3 separate regions of the Mus musculus genome follow, and regions 2 and 3 are each linked to region 1. Evidence: chromatin contacts called from public HiChIP or PLAC-seq and promoter capture Hi-C data. All regions are on one chromosome and are shown on one strand. The core of a region is the stretch at or near the end of the contact, and the rest is flanking DNA. Distances in the headings are between cores, read along the strand shown. Region 1 holds the start of Wnt5a (wingless-type MMTV integration site family, member 5A). Region 2 has its middle 17 kb from the start of Selenok. Region 3 holds the start of Cacna2d3 (calcium channel, voltage-dependent, alpha2/delta subunit 3).

Region 1 (2,693 bases), core at 115-2,614:
CAGGGGGCAGGATTAAAGCCACTAGGACCACTACTCCCCGCCCCCAATGCTGCAGTAAAGGACCTGAGCTCACCCAGAGGCCGCTAATAAAGCTAATAACGCGACCCTGCTCCCCGCGCGGGGTGCGCTCTGGCCCCCCGCCAGGCACTCTTAAAGGCACAGGGGCCGGGAACGCTCGGGTTACTCGACCTGGAGAGCCGGGAACTGGGCCCTGATCGGAGGTTGGGGGTGGGGTGTGCGTTGCTCTAGGGTAGGTGGCCCCTAGTTTCCTTAGTCTCGCAGCCGTTTCTCCTAACACAGTCCTCATCCGGCCTCAGAGCTTCAGCCACACAATCTCCGCGTGCCGGTGAAATGAGCGTTTGATATATACTTGATGAATCGAATCATTATCCAGTCACTGAAATACACGTAGTAAAACTACACTCCAGTTCTCGAGGTAAAAAGGCGCGCCGCCTGTGACCCGAACTGTCTTTCCTGCCCTCGCTCTTCTCCATAGTTGAAAAGGTTTGAAGAATAGCCGGTGCAAAAAGTCTCCAAGGACGCAGAGGCAGTGTCCCCAGGGTAAGGGACGAAAAGATAGGAGTCCCTGCCGGCGATATTGGAGTTTAGCTTTCTCCAGGCAGTTAGAGAAATGGAGAGGATAGGGATAGATTGAAAGAGTTCAGTTAACTTTGAAAAGGGGGGGAAAAAGTAGGGAGCGTCCGTGCGCACAGAACACTTACCTTCATGGCGAGGGGGAGGGGGCACGGAGAGGAAGTCGCCACCCGAGCGAAGGCGGCCGAGGAATTCAAGCGAAGCGTCGGGGTTAAGCCTTGGGGGACAATCCAAAGCAGGGCTGCGGAGTCCTCCTGGGCGCGTCGGGTGGGCGCAGCGACCCGGAGCGGAAGCGAGCACTGGCGCCCGGACTCGGGCAGAGGAGTTGGTATAGCGTGGAAATGTGCCCAGGAACCGAGAGGGCGCCGGCGCGCGCGGGCGAGCAGCAAGCGCAGGGCCGAGCGGGGACACAGTGCAGGAGCCGCGGGTCCGACGAGGGCGCGCAGGCGACTGTTCCGCGGCGAGGCGCTCCCTCTCTAACGTCCATCAGCGACGGCGGTAATTAGGGCTTTCCAACCCCAAATGTGGGCGTGATTGTGCAAAAGACTTTACAACAAATAATAAAAAAAATTCTTCACAAGAAGGTGAAAAAAAATGCCCCACTACTCAACTGTGGCCCGAGGCGGGGAAGGAGGGGGGGCAATCCCTGTGCCCAAGATGCCCCCAGTTCATTCACACCACGAATTCTGCAGACTCCAGGCGGCTCACGCCTCCTGATTGTCAGCTCCTCCTCTCTGGGTCTGTGGCCGAAACGTCTGCTTCCAGGGACTGCTCCTGCAGCTGAGTTAGCTAGTGAACCTCTGTGTACACACAGACACACACCCAAACACACACACATACACACACACAAACGCACACACACGCAGACACAGAGACACGCGCTCACACACACACACAGACACACACACACACACACAGAGCAGCAGCAGCGGCGGCGGCTATGGGACCACAGAACAATCAGGCACGCATGGTTTTTTCTCCGGGAGATGCCGCTGAAATCGCACAAGTCGCCATCAGAGCTGCAAGAGTCAGCGCCAAATTTTGTCCTTTCATTTTAGAGTCTGGCAAAAACCAGGCGCAAAGAAAATGGGTTCAAGGCAGCCCTGAACTTTCTGCCGCTTGGTGGCTTGAGCGGTTGATGGACAGCTAGCCTGTGGGGGAACGTTGGCTTCCCCCTTCTGGTCCCCTTCTTTCTTTCTTCCTTTCTTCGGGTTAACCTTCTTCTTTCCACCCCCCCGCCTTTCCAGAGAGAACAGAGCGAGAGGACGGAGGGCGCAGAGCTCCGCGGTGGCGACTCAACTCCAGAGGTCCATGGCGGCCGAGGCTGCCCACCTCCTCGGTCGCGGCCGGGGTCCGAGGGGCGGTCGTGGGGCCCGGCGGAGGCCGCGGAAGGAGATGGCAATGCAGCGGCCGCACAATCCGGACTCCGGACGGCGGAGGCGGTGCCTCGGAGCCTGCAGCAACTTTCCAAGCGATGCGGTGCCCCACAGACTGACTGGCCCAGCGAGGGGACCGCGTGCCCCCCACCCCCGGCCCTCCTGACCAGCTCCCTCACTTTCGCCCTCCCTCTCTCCAGACTCCTCTTTCCCTTGGTGTTCTCAGCGAAAAAAAAATATTTTTAAAGTTGCAGAACCAAACACGGCTGGAGAGGCAAAGGGGGGTGGGGGGGGGAGAGAAAAAAAAAGTCAACTTTGCCTATGCGCATGCGTGATGAGGCTGTCCTATGACAAACTTCTCAGGATTTTAAAGCTGTACTACGGGACAGGGTGCCTGGAGGCGGGGTACGCTCCCCCTTGGGCCCCCTCCTCAAGGCTCCCCATCCCCCAGGCATCTGTATAACGAGGTTCATTTCACTGCTGTTGCCTGCCTGCCTCCTGATCGGCTCAGCTTCTTCCAAAGCCGTCGACCCGTTTGGGGGTCTGAACCTCAACTTTCCGATCCGGACCCCTTGGCTCAACTGTCCCCAACTGCATTTACTGGCACCTCTACAGAAAGGACCTCACTGACATGGATCCTGGTTGGGTTGGGATGTCTCCTTGCGCCCTGGGCTTAAAGCCCGGGCTTGGAGGGTAGAGTGGGCTCGTGCATCTTGCAAAGTC
Region 2 (2,693 bases), core at 107-2,606, 1.4 Mb before region 1:
ATCTGGCTGCTTTTCCAGAGGATCTAGGTTCAACCCAAAGCACCCGCATGGCAGCTCACAACTGTCTAGGAGTCCAGTTCTAGCACATCCAACTCCTCTTCTGGCCTCCATGGGCATGGCATGCAAGTGATGCATTGACATACCCGCCAACAAAACACCTGTACTAATAAACAAATTTAAACGAACAAGCTACACAGATGGCTGTGGCCAATAAGCACAGGACTATTCTCAGTATCACTGGTGACAATGAAAATGCAAATCTAAACCGTGGCAAGACAGCAGTTCTTCCTCAAATAGAGACTGCAATAACAAGAGGGACAAAAGCGAGCGCTGGCACAGAGTTAGGACATTTTATCCCCAGCCGGGGCTGCAACAGTTTTAAAATTATTTGTCATGGCTGTATTGTATCCAATCCCATAAATGAATGAATGAATTATTCACTTGTGGGGACAGGGTTTCAGGATGTAGTCCAAGAAGTCTCTAAGTCTCAATCCTCCTGCCTCTGTTCCTGAGTTTCTGGGACTAGAGGTGTGTGCCACCAACCCCATAAATTCATATGCTGTAGTTATAAGTCCCAGTGTAGAGAGACTGGAGAAGCCTATGCCAAGACAGACATATGAACACAGCATTGAAGTTCTTTAAAAAATAAGATTATATGTACATGTTTGTGTGTTTATATAGACATAGATAATACCATAAAAGATTGACATATGAAAAAAAGCCAGTTTACAGAGAAACCCTGGAAAGCTCCCCATCCTGGGGCTTCATCTATCAGTGTGATCCTTTGCCTTGGGACACAAGAGCCTTGATACTTCACCAGGAAGCTGGGTTTCAGACCTGTGCTTATTGCACCATCTCGAAATGTGACCATATACGGAGACAACATTTTTACTAAGTTAGAAGTCATTAAGGTAAAATCATTAGGGTGAGGTTTTAACGCTGTTATTACTGTCCCGATGAAAGAGGAGATTCGGACAGAGACATGTGTAGAGGAAGACAGTTCAAAGCAACACAGTGATAAACAGCCAGGTATAGGCCAAGGGGAGAGCCTGGGATGGATTCTTTCCTTGGGGAACCAACTCTGCCTCAACCTTGACTCTACCTAGCCTTGGGACTGTGAAACAATGAAATTCTGATAATCCATCTGGTTAGTGTGACATCTGTTACAGCAGCCGTAAGCAGATCAGCTCATCATTCCTATAGCTTTTAAATAAGCTAGCTGACTCTTTTAGCTAAGTTATAGAAATGGGAAGTATGGTGGTTTAAATAAGAATGGAGCCTCTAAGCTCAGAGGTTTGAATGCTTAGTCATCAGGGAGTGGTACTACTTAGATTAGGAGGTGCGTCGTGGTGGGTCTGGCCTTGTGGGAGGAAGTGTGCCACTGCAGGCCCTGTGCTTTTCTCTTCCTGCTGCCTGGGGATCTGGATGTAGAGCTCTCAGCTCCTTCTCCAGCACCAAGTTGGCCTGTACGTGTTTCCCACCATGAGGATAATGAACTAAACCTCTGAAACTGTAAGCCAGCCCCAATTAAATGCCTTTCTTTGTAAGAATTGCTATGGTCACGGTGTCCCTTCACAGCAATAGAACCCTGGCTAAACCAGGAAGATTTTGTGACTATTTTTACTTTGGCACACTCACAGGAGCTTTTACAGGTTATTTAAGTGGAATTCTGATTCCACGGGCTGAGGAACAAACATTACACTTGCCTCTTTTCTTCCTGTTATCCAGAGTGAGTCCTGAGAGCAAAGCTCTCAGCTAGGCTTTCCTTTTCAAAGCGCTTGCTGAAAGGAAGCAAGCCTTTGCCAGGCTTATGAAGAGTTTCAAGGCATTTGTGCTTCGGGGTTCTCAGCAGAACACCTGCAGCAGGGAGGCCTTGCAGGCTGATTGGATGCTGAACACTGACTGAGACTGAAAAAGGCCTGATTTGAAAGGAAATGGATACCATCAATCCTTAGTAGAATATCAAAAGTTGTAGGATACAGTGCTCATCAACAACTTCCCAGGAAACCAACACAGAAAGAATGCCTGCTGAATTTTGATCATCTTTACAAATCTGCTATGGAATCACTTGATTTTTTTTAAAAATATTTACTTATTTGCATTCCAAATATTGCCCCTCTTCTCAGTCCCCCTCCCAGAGTTCTTCACCCCCTCCCCTTTGTCTCTGAGAGGGTATTCCCCCATCCATTGACCCACCACCCACTCAGCCCCTCCCCTTCTCCCCCAGTATATCCCTTCCCTGGAACATTAGGTCTCTACAGGTTTAGGCTCATCCTCTCCCACTGAGGCCAGACAAGGCAGTCTTCTGCTACACAAGTGCCTGGGGTGATGGACCCCCCCATGTATGCTCTTTGGTTAGTAGATGTGATGGTTTGTATATCCTTGGACCAGGGAGTGGCACCATCTGAAGGTGTGGCCTTGTTGGAATAGGTGTGACCTGGTTGGAATGGGTGTGTCGCTGTGGGTGTGGGTATAAGATCCTCACCCTAGTTGCCTGGAAATCAGTCTTCCACTAGCAGCCTTTGGATGAAGACATAGAACTCTCAGCTCCTCCTGAGCCATGCCTGCCTGGATACTGCCATGCTCCCACCTTGATGATAATGGACTGAACCTCTGAACCTGTAAGCCAGCCCCAATTAAATGTTGTTTTTATAAGACTTGCCTTGGTCATGGTGTCTGTTCACAGCAGTAAA
Region 3 (2,693 bases), core at 88-2,587, 1.2 Mb before region 1:
ATCCCAGAGGCGGAAATACATGCACATAAGGAGAACCGAGGCGGCGGGGGCGCGTTCGGAGACTAGGCGAGGTCAGGAGCGCACGGCTGCCCCAGGTCGCCCGAGTTTGCTCCGCCAGGCGAGGATGACTCAGCCTCACTCGGGTCTTTACCGTCAGCCCGCGCGAGGGCTCCACAAAGTTCCTAGTCACACCCTAGAGCTTGAACGAGGATGGGGGACAAGGTTTTTCTAAGGGTGGGGCCGCGGCAAAAGAGACATCCTGGGGCTTTCCCTGTGGGTATTCAGAAGCCTCGCCCGCGCTCAGCTGCCTCTTCCCGGGCGGGGGCTGGTGTGCGGAACCTCCGTGCTCGGAGCAATCTGAACCCCCCTCCTCCCCCCGCAGAATTAAGGGTGTCTGCCGGTCAGGTTGGACTTTCCGCTGCGTTTGCTTCCTTTCCCGCCCGGGCATCCTGGTCCCTGGGTGCACCGTGTAGCAGTGCGGACCCCGGACCCCGAGCTTCAGTAGGCTTGAAAGCACCCCGGCCCGTGGTCCGGAACGCCAGCGGTAGCTGTGCGGCCGCCGGGTGCCCGCGCCGCGACTGCAGCGCCACCCTCCGCGCTTTCCTCCAGTCGCCGCGGCGGTGGAGCAGCGATGGGCGGCCACGCCGCGGTGCACTCCCTAGAACCCGACCCCCTTGTCCCATCCCCAGCCCGTTCTGCCGCTATACGAGCCGGTCCACTGCCGCTGCCGCCGCCCGCTGGCTTCTTCCAGACTTCTGCCTCTTCCCAAGGAACCGTGAGGGGAATCGGGAGGGGGTCGCACCACCTCTAGGCTCCGCAGCCCCCCACCACAACGCCCCTGACCAGTCCCCGGGGCTCCTGACCAGATCAACTACTGGCAAAGTGTGGAGCATCGGGGTCCTCGGCCTCGCTCCCGAGCCGCCCACCCCCATTCCGCTCCGGTCGCCAGGGCCTGGGGACCGCCCGGGGCCACCCGAGAGTCGCGCCCGTGGCGGCGGACTGCGGAGTTGTAAAGAACTCAGCGGCCGCAGTGGGCCGGACCGGGCGAGGCACGAGCCGTGGCGGCCAAGGACACTTGAGTTTGCGAGTCTCCGCCCGCGAGGCGCCTCCCGCCCTCCCGCCGCGGCTCGCCGGACTCCCCGGGGCCGCCGAGGCGGGGCTGGGCAGCTGCCGCGGCAAGAGGCGCGTCTCGCTCCCTCCTCCCGCGCCTGCCTACTCCCCAGTGCTCCCTCCCGCCTCCTCTCCGCCCTCCCCTCCCCTCCCCCCGTACCCCGCTGCTTCCCCCCCCCCCCTGCTCCCCAAGTGAGCCGGGCGCGCGAGAGGCAGGAGGGGCGGCGCGCGGCGGAGCAGGCAGCCCAGCGCGCTCGCCCACCGCCCGCCCGGCGCAGCTCTCCGCGGCCGCTCCAGTCGCCGCCGCCGCCGCCGCCGCCAGGATGGCCGGGCCGGGCTCGCTGTGCTGCGCGTCCCGGGGGGCCTCGGCGCTCCTAGCCACCGCGCTTCTCTACGCCGCTCTGGGGGACGTGGTGCGCTCCGAGCAGCAGATCCCGCTCTCCGTGTAAGTGCCTGGTGTTGGGACTCCCCGGGAGGGGCGGCTAGCGCCCGAGAGAGACCCGGGGCGCCCAAGTTTGGGCGCCTGCAGGTGCGGCTGGGCAGGACCCACGGCGGGTGCGGGCCTCGCCTCTTGCACCTGCCTCTCAGCATCAGCACCCAGTGGCGGGAGACTAGGGTGGAACCTTCTCGCCCTTTCCCTGGGGCTGGGGAGTAAGACCTGGAGAGGTTCACCTCAAGTGACAGCGCCAAGTTTAGAGCCTGTTTACAGACTGCAACTTCCACGGGCTGTTTAATGGTCCCCTTTTCTGCTACCTTGCCATCCTACTTTTCCGGGAAGTGGGGTGGGGGTGGGGATGGGTGGATTTCTTCAGAGTAGTATTTGCCAGGTGATGCTCATTTTAGGTGTTTAAGTAACCAGGCAATTGTTTCTATGAAAGCCCGTGGTCTTCTTAGAGAGCCAGGCTTTACACCTTCTGAACTCCGGTGACCCCGGACCCCATCCCGCGCTGCGCTCTACATCTTGGTGCGGGTAGTTTGTAAGAGAGAGTTTTTTTTTTTTTTTTTTTTTTTAATCTTTCTTTCCTTTTTCCTTTAATGTTCTATCGCCCTGCTCTTTCAGCCACAGCCCGGTGTGTGCGCGTGTGTGACGGTGACACTGGTATTACATTTCTTCCCTCTGCTCTTTTCTCCCCATAGAGTGAAGCTGTGGGCCTCCGCTTTTGGTGGGGAGATAAAATCCATCGCTGCCAAGTACTCGGGCTCCCAGCTTCTGCAAAAGGTAAGGTTTCTGTGGTGACAGACAGCGATGATTTTTCTAGCACAGAAAATGGAGGCAGATTTAGTTTTTCCAAACAAACGTGAGCCCAGAGCTGCATCAGTTATCAGAGTAGTCTCTGATCTCCCGTTCTTGGCATTGTACTGTGCAGTGACTTCTCCCTACCAACCGGTTATTTTTAGATGACACTTGATTCCAAACACAAAGAAAAGCAGGATACTCACTCGCACTGTCCTGGCTGGGGCTCGGAAACAGTGTGTTTGCATGGCTCTTCTCGCAGTTGTTGGTATTGCTGTCTCAGTGCGAGAGCAGATGCTTCCCTGGCCAAAAGATGCTAACTTCTTCCAAGGGGCAGAATCCGGCGGGC

The links. Promoter capture Hi-C pulls out the DNA fragments that hold promoters and counts their contacts. HiChIP or PLAC-seq counts read pairs in DNA pulled down with a chosen protein or histone mark.
Region 2: a promoter capture Hi-C map of embryonic stem cells shows a contact between it and region 1, with 6 times the contacts expected there. The contact joins the enhancer-like site here to the promoter of Wnt5a in region 1. A contact is called at or near these places in 8 of 39 promoter capture datasets (the 3T3-L1 cell line, cranial neural crest, embryonic stem cells and 5 more), 18 of 484 Hi-C or Micro-C datasets (adipose-derived mesenchymal stem cells, cerebellar granule neurons, cerebellum and 10 more), 8 of 115 datasets of contacts at active chromatin or transcription factors (craniofacial prominence, embryonic forebrain, embryonic hindbrain and 5 more) and 1 of 9 other capture datasets (embryonic stem cells).
Region 3: an H3K4me3 HiChIP or PLAC-seq map of embryonic stem cells shows a contact between it and region 1, with 29 times the contacts expected there. The contact joins the promoter of Cacna2d3 here to the promoter of Wnt5a in region 1. A contact is called at or near these places in 6 of 39 promoter capture datasets (cranial neural crest, embryonic stem cells, hippocampal neurons and 1 more), 23 of 484 Hi-C or Micro-C datasets (embryonic stem cells and stem cell-derived epiblast-like cells), 12 of 115 datasets of contacts at active chromatin or transcription factors (VIP interneurons, astrocytes, embryonic forebrain and 4 more) and 1 of 9 other capture datasets (embryonic stem cells).

The regions. Positions count from the first base shown.
Region 1 is chr14:28,504,144-28,506,836 of GRCm38.p6, reverse strand. Wnt5a (wingless-type MMTV integration site family, member 5A) reads right to left here and starts at 1,364. Exons shown (of 5, transcript NM_009524.4): 1 at 723-1,364. The coding sequence starts at 728.
Region 2 is chr14:29,949,659-29,952,351 of GRCm38.p6, reverse strand. No RefSeq gene overlaps it. Among named protein-coding and RNA genes, the nearest start is that of Selenok, 17 kb to the left of the region's middle. Within about 2 kb of position 1,356, at least 35 of the 459 cell types and tissues checked have an H3K27ac peak or open chromatin away from gene starts, as enhancers often do. A contact at or near this core is called in embryonic stem cells, where this site is marked.
Region 3 is chr14:29,720,508-29,723,200 of GRCm38.p6, reverse strand. Cacna2d3 (calcium channel, voltage-dependent, alpha2/delta subunit 3) reads left to right here and starts at 1,337. Exons shown (of 38, transcript NM_009785.1): 1 at 1,337-1,555; 2 at 2,248-2,329. The coding sequence starts at 1,434.